4 separate regions of the Mus musculus genome follow, and all the other regions are linked to region 1. A link is a contact called in public Hi-C and Micro-C data. All regions are on one chromosome and are shown on one strand. Each heading gives the region's core, a stretch centred on a gene start, on an enhancer-like site or on the middle of the called end of the contact. The rest is flanking DNA. Distances are from core to core; before and after follow the strand shown.

What was found. Hi-C and Micro-C count contacts between places; a contact is called where the count stands out from the background.
Region 2: a Hi-C map of nephron progenitors shows a contact between it and region 1, with 3 times the contacts expected there. The contact joins the enhancer-like site here to the promoter of Prom1 in region 1. A contact is called at or near these places in 4 of 39 promoter capture datasets (hippocampal neurons, liver, neutrophils and 1 more), 2 of 484 Hi-C or Micro-C datasets (embryonic stem cells and nephron progenitors), 2 of 115 datasets of contacts at active chromatin or transcription factors (bone marrow-derived macrophages and pancreatic cancer cells) and 1 of 9 other capture datasets (liver).
Region 3: a Micro-C map of embryonic fibroblasts shows a contact between it and region 1, with 3 times the contacts expected there. The contact joins the promoter of Cc2d2a here to the promoter of Prom1 in region 1. A contact is called at or near these places in 6 of 39 promoter capture datasets (the 3T3-L1 cell line, cranial neural crest, embryonic stem cells and 3 more), 1 of 15 datasets of contacts at CTCF or cohesin (pro-B cells), 12 of 484 Hi-C or Micro-C datasets (adipose-derived mesenchymal stem cells, embryonic fibroblasts, embryonic stem cells and 1 more), 6 of 115 datasets of contacts at active chromatin or transcription factors (embryonic stem cells, pancreatic cancer cells and stem cell-derived neural progenitor cells) and 3 of 9 other capture datasets (adipose tissue, liver and macrophages).
Region 4: a Micro-C map of embryonic stem cells shows a contact between it and region 1, with 2.4 times the contacts expected there. The contact joins the promoter of Fbxl5 here to the promoter of Prom1 in region 1. A contact is called at or near these places in 1 of 39 promoter capture datasets (liver), 2 of 484 Hi-C or Micro-C datasets (both in embryonic stem cells) and 1 of 115 datasets of contacts at active chromatin or transcription factors (pancreatic cancer cells).

What each region holds. Positions count from the first base shown.
Region 1 is chr5:44,100,083-44,103,094 of GRCm38.p6, forward strand. It overlaps Prom1 (prominin 1), which reads right to left and starts at 1,654. Exons shown (of 28, transcript NM_001163577.1): 1 at 1,566-1,654.
Region 2 is chr5:43,806,913-43,809,692 of GRCm38.p6, forward strand. No RefSeq gene overlaps it. Among named protein-coding and RNA genes, the nearest start is that of Bst1, 11 kb to the right of the region's middle. Within about 2 kb of position 1,264, at least 314 of the 459 cell types and tissues checked have an H3K27ac peak or open chromatin away from gene starts, as enhancers often do. A contact at or near this core is called in bone marrow-derived macrophages, embryonic stem cells, hippocampal neurons and 5 more, where this site is marked.
Region 3 is chr5:43,660,758-43,663,844 of GRCm38.p6, forward strand. It overlaps Cc2d2a (coiled-coil and C2 domain containing 2A), which reads left to right and starts at 1,622. Exons shown (of 38, transcript NM_001359906.1): 1 at 1,622-1,802.
Region 4 is chr5:43,780,437-43,783,405 of GRCm38.p6, forward strand. Fbxl5 (F-box and leucine-rich repeat protein 5) reads right to left here and starts at 1,713. Exons shown (of 11, transcript NM_001159963.1): 1 at 1,529-1,713. The coding sequence starts at 1,612.

The DNA of each region.
Region 1 (3,012 bases), core at 404-2,903:
GTGAAGTGGGCTTTTGCATGGGGTTGACGGGTTAACATGCTAACAGGTAAAGAACTCAGCACAGTGTGTGCTGTTCATAAAGTTCTGATGCTCCAGACGAGCCACCGTGAACCTCTTAGGCTCCATGCAGACAGACGCCAGCTCCGTAGTGCTTCAAAGAGGTAAATTCACAAATGAATAAGAAAAATAAGTAGTCCGCCAAGCCGGACTGTATGAATTTGCCAATATTCAATTGGTCAATCAAAAAAGTTCTCACATGGCTCAAAGCAAATTCATTGTTCAAGTTGTTTGGGTCTCTAGTGAGTTAGGGTGGAGGGGTCCACAAAGGACTTTAACCGTTCGCTTGCTTAACAAAGGCCAGCAACCGCCCACAAGAAGCCGAGCAAACCATTCTCCGCCTGGGCATGAGAAAAGTCCACAACTGAACAAGAGAGCAACAGAGCGAGCTCCCGGAGGAAGCAGTAGCTGCAGGAAGCGCCGGTACCTTTGCTCCGCTGCCTTTCCCTACAAGCTGCCGCCAGACCCGGCGCCCTCCTGCCCACCTTCCCCCCTTCTCAGGGGCCTTTCCCGGGCTGCGGAACACAAAAGAACCGACTGCGAGGCGGCGCGCGAAGCTGGGAGCCTCCAGGAATCCGCCGTCGCCTGGGGGAGGGGATCGCCCCTGAGTCCTGTAGTCCGGAGCGCCACCAAGGCATTTCCCCACCCAGTCCTGTTTGAACGCCGGGTTGAGGATTGGAACCTCTCCGACCCATTCTCGGGAACTTAGCTCGAGCCCCGATCCTCCAGCAGCCACGAAGCTCTGCTCAGTCCACATTCCTCTTTGTTGTCCCTGGTCCCCGCATTCTGTCAAGGTATGCCCTGAGCGCTCCTGCTCTCCATCTCTAGGAAAGCTGAAATTCTCGGTGCTGTGTGACCCTAAGGGCTGACTGGAGCCAGGACTTCCAGCCCGGGTGCGTGCGCTTGGCAACGGCCGCAGGGAGGCGGTTTGCCCTTGCACCGGCATCGCCCTCCCGCTGCGGCCAGTAGCACTGTGAGCTGCACATAGGTAGCAGATGGTGGCTGGTGGCCGGGAGTCCCACGTCCTGTCCCCCTCCCCCAGCCTACCCCCCACCTTGGCCTTTCCTGGAGTTTTCCTTACCGCAAAAGAGTTCTCAAGACCCAGACCGAACCTCCTCTCGCCGCCCTTCCCGAAAGCGGGCCGGTGGCCTGAAAGTCTCACCGCCTCCTGCTCTTGTCTCCGGAACCCAGCGACCTCCACCCCTCCACAGGATGGAAGGAGTACCGGAGCGGAGCAATGTGCCGCGGAGAGGAGCCGGCCACCGCCGCGGGAAAAAGTTTGCACGCTCTATAACCAGTCCTCCAGACCCTGGGCTCGCCCACTGGCCGAGACCCACACCACCCTGCAGCCCCTCCAGCTTCGGGAAGACAAACTAGGTTCCCGCCACCTGCTGTGGAGGCAGAGGAAGACGTTGCTCGAGCTTCTCCACTCCTCATCCCTGCCCTGGGTGTTCTAGAAGAGGGGGAGCTCAGCGCCCCGCGCTGGGTCGGCACTCGGAGCAACTCACCTCTCCGGTCCAGCTCTCCTCCGGGTCTCGGAACCCTCCAGCCCCTCGCCTCTAAGCTGGGCTCCTTCCACTTAATTCATGAATTATTTAAGGTCCAGCCCCAGGGCACCACAAGAGTGATTGGGTGAGAGCCCGTCCCACTGCTCCGCCCCGGGTTGGCTAAGGGTGCCTGAGTCAGGACCACGGGACTCCAGGACTCTGGGAACCTGTTGCGTCCTCTAGGGTCTCTGGCAGAGGTTTGGGGATGGAACTAAAGGAACACCGACTCCTTCAGAAACGTACTTACTCAGGGCTGAGCTTAAGGCCAGGTGCCGGGGTCTCCACAAGGCTCGGTAATTTAAAGAGCAGGAGCCTAGGGCTCTGAGTCTGAGCGCACTGATTGGACCTTCTGAGAGGCTACAATGCCCTGGGGACACCCACGGGACAGAGCATTTATTTCCTGCTGAAATCCCTGCTCAGTCCCAGAACACCCTTCTCTATCACCTAATCCTAAATCGCTGCTTGGAAGGCCGCTAGCTCCTAAAATCTCTAACCTCCACACTTTCCTGGCTCTTTAGACACGATACCGGTACTCAGTGCATTTTATTTAAAACAACTAAAAAACAAACAAACAAACAAAAATCATCTAAGGGGGAGAAAAATTGGCTGTAGTGTATCCCTGTGCTATCAGGGACAAACACAACGCTGGTCCTTTTGATCAATTACATTCCTGGATTCAACCAAAAGTGGGTAGAGAATAGACCAAGGAAGAATAGCGCCTCTGGGACATTTTTACCATCAAAGGATGCGTATTAATTGTGTGCGGGTTGTTAGGTAGATGGACGGAGAGATGAAAGAATGGCTGCACAGATGTTGGAAGAATAGGTATGTGGACACATGGCCTTTTAAAAATAGTTTACGTGTATGAATGTTTTGCCTGCATGAATGTATGTGTAGCACTTTACCGTGGAGTTGGTCAAAAGAAGGTGTTGGCTTCCCTGTCACTGGAGTTACAAAGGGTTGTGAGCTGCCATACGGGCTGGGTGCAGGGAATTAAACTCTGCAAAGAGGGAGTGCCTCTGCCAAAACAACCGATGCTTTATACCACTCACCAATCTCCCCAGCCCTGACAAATGAACTTTAATTTAGTAATTTTCTCACCACAAAATATAGCATACACTGAGGATGGGCAGGGGAAGGTGAAATTGAAATTGACCTCTACACGGCGAAGGTGTAGAAAGAGTTCATTCAGAAAGACCACTGAGAAACCACGGAAAACTGAAGCAAGCAGTGTTGGAGTACTAGAGAAGTCTAAGATGGCCAGTTCTCCCCTTTACAGTCTCCTGGGCTCCACAGCTTTCCTGCTCAGAGGCAGACAGGCTACTGAGGATGGTGTTAGCTTGAGACTTGAGTTCTCTCTCCTGGGAGCTCCTAGCTGTCCCCGAGCTGCCTATTTTACCAGCATGGG
Region 2 (2,780 bases), core at 14-2,513, 290 kb before region 1:
GGTTTTTGCTAGACTCCTGGCAATGGGAGTGGGGGAGTGGGAGCAGTTTGGCCTGCTCGGGGACCCCTTTTTCCTACTGGGTTGCATCGCCAAGCCTTGATGTGAGGGTTTATGCCTACTCTTACAGCGTCCTGTTATGGCACGTTTGGTTGGTATCATGTGGTGGCAGGCTCTCTTCTGAACAAAGAAGCAGCAGATGTGGGAGAGGGGAAGTTAGGGGTGGAGACTGGGAGGAAGGGAGGGAGTGAAAGCTGATGTATGAGAAGTAGATGCATGGTATGAGAGAAAAAGGAGAAAGGGAAATCTCAAAAAGGAAGGAAGGGAGGGAGGAAGGGAGGGAGGGAGAGAGAGAGAGGGAGGGAGGGAGGGAGGGAGAGGGAGGGAGGGAGGGAGAGAGAGAGAGAGGGAGGGAGGGAGGGAGAGAGAGAGGGAGGGAGGGAGGGAGAGAGAGAGGGAGGGAGGGAGGGAGAGAGAGGTAAATGTCATATAAAGTTTGAATTGAGATTCAAACTTCTGTGCCCAACTTTTTTTTCATTATAAAAAGTGTGTGTGTGTGTGTGTGTGTGTGTGTGTACAGGCCTAGAGGCCAGAAGAGGGTGCTGGATCCCCTAGTATTGGAGTTACTGGTGGCTTTGAGCCACCTGAAGGAAGTGCTGGCAATCCTCTCCAAGATTAATACATGCTTTTAGTCACTTTATCTACTTCTTGAACTGTAATGAAAGACTGCAGCTACATTAAACAGAAAATAATTATGGGTTGTGACAGAGATGCATTCATTTGTACTTACTAGTTAGTGATTTCAAAATGTGTTTTATTAAAAATCATTACAGGGAAAGATACATATGTACATCTAATTAATGAATTTATAGGTTTTTTTTTTTTTAATCAATGGTTGTCTTAACCTAAAAGGCCACACAAGACTACTGTGATTATCAAAAACACTATAGTATTCTAAGTAAATAGACAAGGTAAACCGGAATCCAAACGTCAACAGTCTCAGAGATACTCGCACAGGGGCTGTGCGTCACTCTGGGATTTATTAGGATTTATCGCCTGGGTCGCGGCTGATCCTGGAAGCGGAGTGGATCCACCATCAGCCGGTGGCTCTGGCGCTGCTGCTGCTGCTGCGACAGCCCGCCTGAGAGCCCTTGTTCATCAGCAGCTGCTTCTCCCCGGCCCACGCGCTCGGAGCTGCAGCTCGCGACCGTCCCCTCAGACTCAGCCCTGGCAAGCCCGGTTTCCGCCGGGCTTCAAATCACTCCCGCGAGAGGAGATGCTTCCGCGGTAACGCGGCGAGAACGCCTGGAGCCGCCGAGGACTTCGTGCATGCGCTCAGGCCGATCCGGCTCCCGGCTCCCAGCTCCGCACTAGCCGGCGTTTGGGGTTGATGCGCGGGCAGGTTCAACTGCAGGGTTTTGGGTTAAGTTTGTCTGCAGCTGGGCGTCTGGTGGAGGAAAGGCTGGTTATAATGGAGCTGGATCCGAAAAGGTGACCTTCTGGATTTACTCAGAGATAAATTAAGTTCTGATGGAAGAAGAGTGAGGTAATATTCTGTATCCCAGAGGACAGATGCACAGATCAGCTCCTTTAATGAGGCTGAAGTGCTTTGGAGTCTTAGCTGGGTCCCTGGAGGTCCGGGAGCCATCAGTTGGGGGTCTCCTGGGAAGATGTTTACATTCTAATACTCCTACAGCTGGCACCTGGAAGTTACTATCTGTAAGATTCCCTGTATTCGGACAATATAGATGACGAAGGAGAAGACAGGTGATGGAGCCGGGCTTTAAAGTCACTAAGTCTTAATGAATGCTTTTAAAACATAATAAGATCATTTTACAAACAAAAAAACAAACAAACAAACAAAAAACAAGTCAGAAGAAACACTATGTATACTTACCCAACTGGAGAAATAAATGCTAAAAAACAATTGAAGTCCTTAGTCATTTGATCTATTCCCATCACTTTGCTCATGAACCTCTCTTTCTTGCATAGTAACTACTTCCCACATATGTTTATGTTTAATTCTTAAGTTAACATATCCTGTGTGGTGTTGTGAATTTTAGGCCAGGAATTTATATTTTCTTTATACCTATTTTGTCCACATAATATTACTTTCAAGGTTTTTCTTGTAGCTCTACTTCATACTATTGGGAACACGCAAAAGAAACTTATTCTAAATGTTATCACTTCGTTTTCAGACTCCATTTAATCATAGGGGAAGATACATTCAAGGACCCAGGCCCTAGGAGAGTTGGGGCCTTCCCCCAAACTAAACATCTTCTATTAGAAAAAAATAATGATATTTTTTTTAAAAAAATAAGGAGATAGTTGTCTGAGTCTAGACATCTCAAGGACAACTTCCCCATCTTGCTGGCAATGTCAGACATGGAAGTTCATGTTCCCTAGAACCTCTTCCTATCCTAATGGATGGAAACTCTCTTACTCAACCTTTTACATCAAAATACGACTGGACAGTGTTACAGCCCACCCTGCTCTCCCTTGCTTTGTGGTTTCATCCTTTAAATATGCTGTGTAATGTCCCTTCAAGGTCACACTTCAGCTCCCAAGTCTATTCTGTGGTCCTGATCTATCAATAGTGTTTTGATTACAATAAATTTTTGTCATCTGCATTGACATGGTGTTTGAGTTAGGTTGGATTTAAGTCGACCCCACAATAATACAGACCACTCTGCACATGTTTACTGACAACGATATCCACTGTGTTTTGTTTTGTGTCTCTAGTGTCCAACACTTTAGATACTTATTTGTTGAATGTTGTAGCA
Region 3 (3,087 bases), core at 372-2,871, 440 kb before region 1:
AATCTGATATCTTCCTTCTCCCCATCACACACACCACACAAACATGTTGGCTCATGTGTACACTGTACACACATATGTTAAAAAGTGAACTCTGGGTTCTCTGGTACGGTGAGACATGAAGACACAGACATGGCTGTCTTGTAGAAAGGTTATTCACACAGATCCTTCAAAGCAGGAAATGTCTTATAATTCTATAACAGAATATCACAATGGATATAAATTTGTTTCTTGGGCTGGGAAAAAAATGACTCAATCAATAAGATACTGGCCCAGAATAAATACTGAGCTCAGGTCTCCAGCACCCACATAAAAAGCCAAGTGGCTACAGGCATCTATATTCCCAGCACTGGGGATACAAAGACAGACCAATCAACCAAACACAATCAGCAGCAGTCTCCAAAAACAGCATTCTCCAAACATCAGGCTCCAAAAGAGACCCTTTACTGGGGTTTTCCCTGGAAGGAAGGTTGTGGCATGGTAAGTGTGCTGGTGGGTTTAGAATTAAATAATTTGACTTGTTTCAGAATATTCTGGATCATAGACATGCTCCCTAAGCACCTGCCTCCAGAGTGACTTAGAGCAGAGGGGTACTTCTTGGTGATTGCAGTAGATGGAGATGCCAGCTTGGGGTCAGTTAGTACGTATCAAAGAGAATATATGCATTTCCTTGGAGTCATTTATTGTCTCTAGGAATTAGTTAGCTTCAGAGATCTATCTAAGACCCATGCAGTGAATGCCAGAGCTTTAGGGATACAGAAAATAGGGGCTGGGAGATAGTTCTATTAGTAAAGGGCTTTTCATCACACAAGCATGAGGACCTGGCTTTGAAGGTGGCTAACACTCAGCATGGTGGCCCACGTTTGTTCTATCAGCACCAGACAAGCTAAGACAAGCAGGGATCTGGAGTTAGGCAGGCAGCCTAGCCTAATCACCAAATGCCAGCTTCCAGTCAGAGGTCTTGTCTAAGAAACAAAATGGCAGGCTTCTGAGGAACAACACTTGGGGTTAGGAGGCCGCGGTCTGTGGAGTTCCTTGATCTGTGGTTGTCTTTGGCCTGTAGAGTCTGAGTCTGCTTACTACTGTTCTCACTACTTGGCCTTTTCTCCTGGTTTCTTGCCTTTTTTTTTTTTTTTTTTTTTTTTTTTGAGCCATCTTGTCTGTATCCCTGCTGGGCCGCTGGGTCATTTGTAGTGAAGAGTTGAAGAAACAGAGGTTAGGCGTGTGCGGTCCAGCTTCTGTGCACAGCCAGCCAACATCCCTAATGCAACACACGCTGGAGCTCTGATAGCTCTGATGCCCGGCCACATAGTCTTTGCTACTGCTTACTAGGCAGCTCCACACAACATGGCCCCTCCTGATTCTAAACCACTCTACTTATCAACACCTTCTGTCCTTGACCCAACAGGCCATGCAACCCAGAGACATAAGGCAGGACACCCTGCTGAGAGCCTGAGTCCTCTCTGCTAGGCTGCCCAGTTGCTTTCCCTTTGTCTCTCTTCAGCACGTTATTTTTCCACTGCTTGCCCAGCAAGCTCATATTCCAAGTCTTAAAAGTAAACTGCCACTTTAAAAAAAAAAAGCGGCCGCCTAGTGACCTTCCCTGGGAACTGGTTGCTAAGCTGGTGTTTTTTTTTAAACCCTGAGATATGGCTGCAGCTTCCCAGGGAGTAACCTCTCTTACCCCAGCCCACCCTTTCGCTCATTTCTAAAAGGTTCTCTGGCTTGACACAACTGGTCTCTCATCTCATCCCTTCAGCCCAGCAAGTGGAATCTGCAAACTTCGTTTTGTAGAGTGGACGAAGGTAAATCAGTCTTTAACAGAGACAGGCTGCAGTGTCCTGCTTTCCTCTCCTTTCCGTTCCGGCAGAGAAACCAGCCCCTCCCTGGTGCAGTGAGAGTGGAATGAATGCTTTGTAACGTTAGGGACTCTCATCTTGCTAACATTAGAGACCCTTCATCTTGCTTGCAGTTTCACTCTCTCAATGCAAAGTGGGGGCACTGCAGGGACAGCTCTGATTTCAGCTGCTGTCTGGCTTGCAGGGGAAAAGCAAACCGGTTCACAGAGAGCCTCTCTGGTCAGTGTGCTGCTAAGCACTAGCTGCGTGTTGCTTTCGGGCCTTTAGTTTAAACTGCTCCGGGGAAGGGGAGGGCGGGCCGGAGGGAGTACTCTCCGTGTGGCGAGCTCCACTTTTCTTGTTATTGGACAAAGAGCTCTGAACCGCAGGGCTGAGGTCTGCCAAGCTTTCAGAAGTCTACTGGCCATCAGCTCAGCTGTTTTCATTTTAGGTGCTATGAAATGCTAGGTGCTATGAAATGCTAATAAAATCTAATGAGAAATACATGTCTGCTATTGCATTTTATATAACATTTCTGCAAATAAGTGTAACGACAGCATGCTTTGTATAGAGGGGAACTGTATATGGATAGAGAAAATATGTGCATATATGTATACATAGAGATAGAGAGATATGCACATATATAAACATAGATCAATCTGTATATAGATAGTTGGCCTAGAGTTCACTTACAGAGTCATTTATTCAAGTTTTTAGTGAGCATCAATGATGCAGCAGATGAAGAACTCAAGTTTACAGTGTACAAAACCAACTTAGACCAGGTCCAGTGGTGAGACTTTGCTGGGGAAGCAGATGTAGAAACAGATAATGAGATCAGTGACAAAACAGACTTGTAAAAAGGTCTAAAGAGCTTGGCCCACAGCGGGACTCCTGCCATAGAGGTGCTTCCAGCACCCCCTGTGCAGCTGAGCAATCCCATGAGCAGAGCCTGGGTGCTGACCTGGCCTCATCAAGTGAAAGGTGTCCCGTCCATCTGATTAAATGACCACACACAGCTGTGTCACTCACCTGGTACCCTAGAAGCTGGGGCTAGAGTAACTTGCTGCTACATAATTAATCATTAAAAAGGCACAGGATGGCTCCTGAGAGTTCACAACTTTGAGCGGGCCCTCCCACTCGAAAGGAAAAGCCTCGTCTCTGAAGAGAGAAAGTGAGCATGCGTGGAGGGGAGGAGGTTCCAGCAACATTTTAAACAGACGAGGGAAAACAAGTGTCCTGGTCCTGGCTGGAG
Region 4 (2,969 bases), core at 463-2,962, 320 kb before region 1:
CACATTGACAAAATTTCGCCCATATTACCAGGGAGTCTCTGGACTACCTCTCCCCAAAACTAGCCATTAGTCTTCACTTCATTTCCCTTTTGCTTTTTTGAGAAATTCCTGAAATTAAAGGGTAGTGCAATGAAAAAAAAAATCAAAAGGCAGGGAGATTACAAACAACACAACCACTAAATGAGAACTACCGCGAGTATACATACTCTTCTGCTCAAGGCTTAGCCAGTCCTTAAGCCTCCCCTGGGAAGGTGGTACTCACCATTGCTGGGCCCCACTCTCACTGAGAGCTCTAAACTGTACTTGACATCTGGGTTCTATGCTCAGAGATTCCAATTTGAGTTAGGGTTCAGCCATCAGGATTTTAACAGCAAGCTTGGGCAACCAAGTAGTGTGAGCCATGAGCCTATGGTCTTGGTGTTTAAAGGTCCACTGGCTTAGGACTAACTGGGTTTGAGTTTATTGGTTTGTTTGTTTTTCTTTTCCCAAAATGGAGGGAGAGGACTGTGCAGCCAAGATGCTAAGATCCTACACTTCAAATTGCTGGTCTTCCCGTGGCCTACCAGGGAAGACATTGGCCTCCTTCCTAGCACCTCTCCAGATTGAAAGACAACTCTTGTTTGCTGTTAATAGTGGTGCTAATTCCACGTAATCTCTGATAATTCAATTTATTTTTACGTTTAAGTTAATAATTACTTAACAGCTATTTATTTGGTTCACCTTTTTTGCAAAACATATGACTGCCCAGAATTTACTCATATATGATCTTCCGAACATAAAGTGACAATTCAGAGTTTTCAGCATCATTAGAAAAAGGTTCCCAACTCATCTTCACAAGAGTGCTTCTTCAACTTCGGCTACACCCATTAAAAGTCCAAAGTGAGTTCCACTGCAAGGCAACTTTTCCTAGGGGCCCCTCTCATTTGCTTCCAGTAAAAAGTCCAACAGAGGAACAAATTCTACAAGGAATAAAGTATCCAGGAAAAATAAAAACTGGAAGGAAAAAAAGAGTAACCAGGAAAGAGGAGTGCAGGTCTTCCCAGTCCGTGTACCGGGCTTGTGTACGGAACCAAACCAGTGCAAAGCAGGCAGGTAAAATAAGCCTGCTCCAGGGGCTGCAAGACGCTGCCTGTGGAGCCAGGAAGCAAGTCAAGAGGTCCAGAGAGAGGATGCAGTGTTTGCAGAGCGACTAAAAGAGCCCGAAGGGACCGGGCGAGCGGTGCTGTGGCTGCGAGTAACCGCAGAAGCGGCCTGCGGACGGGGAGCGGGCACCCCGCGGGCGGCCGAGCCGGACGGCCGGGAGCGCCCCTCACCCCGGCACAGGTCAGTCCCGCGAGCGCTCGTCCCAGGCCGCGGCCAGCGCGGGCTCCCGGGACCCCGGTGGGAAGGTTCGGGAGCCGCGCGGGTGCCGGGGCGCGGGCGACGGGCTCGCGCGGCGCCAACGCGGGGGTTGCGGGAGGCACGCAGGCCAGGCCTCCCGGAACCCGGCCGCTCCTCCGCGGCCGCCCTCCGCCCCGCGCTCCTTTACCTTGTCGCAGTAGCGCCCCACCAGCTGCTTCATCCGCCAGTGCGGGGCGGTGAAGACGTCCACTTCATCGGGGAAGGGCGCCATCGCCACTGCCTCAGCGTCCGCCTCAGCAGCCGCGGCCGCCGCCTCTCCATAGACACCCTCGCCGCGGGGCAGAGGCGGCGCGCCCCCCTGCGCATGCGCCCGCCCCGTCGGCGCGCGCGCCCGGGCGGTTCCGCGGGGCCGTGACGCGGGGGCGCGCGGGCCGCCGCCATGCGGTGCCGCGGCCCACGTGACCGGCGCGCGCGCTGAGGCGCCCAGAGCTCTCTCCTCCGGTGGGCATGGTCGTCCCTGGTCCCTTGCGTTACATCTCTTAAAAAATCGCACTGTCCCAGGGCGAGGGTCTTCAAGGGCGCTTCTCCGGGTGCCTGGCCTTGAGGCAGGGACCTGCGTGACCAGATCGAGCCTGCGTGCTCTGGACGGGCGGGCTGTGCGCGCGCCGAGCCCTCAGCCGCCTTTGCTGCCTCGTTCGGGTTTTGCTAGGCCTGGGATGCTGGCTCTGGGCCTAGCATGGCCTCTCCCCTGCGGCTGAGAGCTGGGGACCTGGCAGCCCCTCCTCACCCCTCCTGGCACGGAGCAGAGTGGGATGGTGGCCCTGGGGAACTGGAAACACCAGAGGGAGGACCAACACCTCAGATCAGGAACGACAGTCCCAGAGCGGCCAGATGAGCCTGCGGGGGTTTGGGGGGGGTGGGGGGGGCGGGGAGCCATCATGGCTGTCTAGTAGGGAGAGAGCCTTAGCACAAATCCCGCCATTTTAAGCCGAGGAGGCTCAGACAGGAAGAAAGGGCCATAAATGAGGTCACTGCCTAGAGAAAGGCCAGTGCACGTCACCTGTCCTCATCTAAGCCCTCCAGTAGACTTTTCCCAAGTATCAGAGCCGGCTCTCACCCCGTGGCTTTAGAATTCGTGGAAAAATGGGAGAAACACGGGCAAGGCTGAGAACCTGGGAAGGGTGTGTCGTTTTCTCAACAACCATAAACTTTGAACAGTAAGCAGAAGATATGCTACATTATTCACCTTTGTATTTCCTACCCCAAATTCATGTCAATGGTTAAAAGGAACCAGACTCTCAGAAAATGAATAAAAAGATACTTCTATTAGTGCAGCTAGTTCTGGTTACCTTTTGATATTAACATGCAAATTGAGCTGGAAAACAGACTCTGGAGATGAAGCTTAGGTTCATGGTTTCACCAAACTCTAGTTGTACTAACCTTGGAGAGCGACCTGACTTCTGTGTTCTGACCGCAGTATTCTCTTATGTAAAATGAGATGAGGGGAATAAATAACCTACTTCATAAGATTTTAAGGAAAACGGAGTACGTGTATTTTTGAAGTGCTAATAGGAATACCTCATCACGAATACTCCCTGTAAACAATGTTAGAGAAAACAGCTATGACA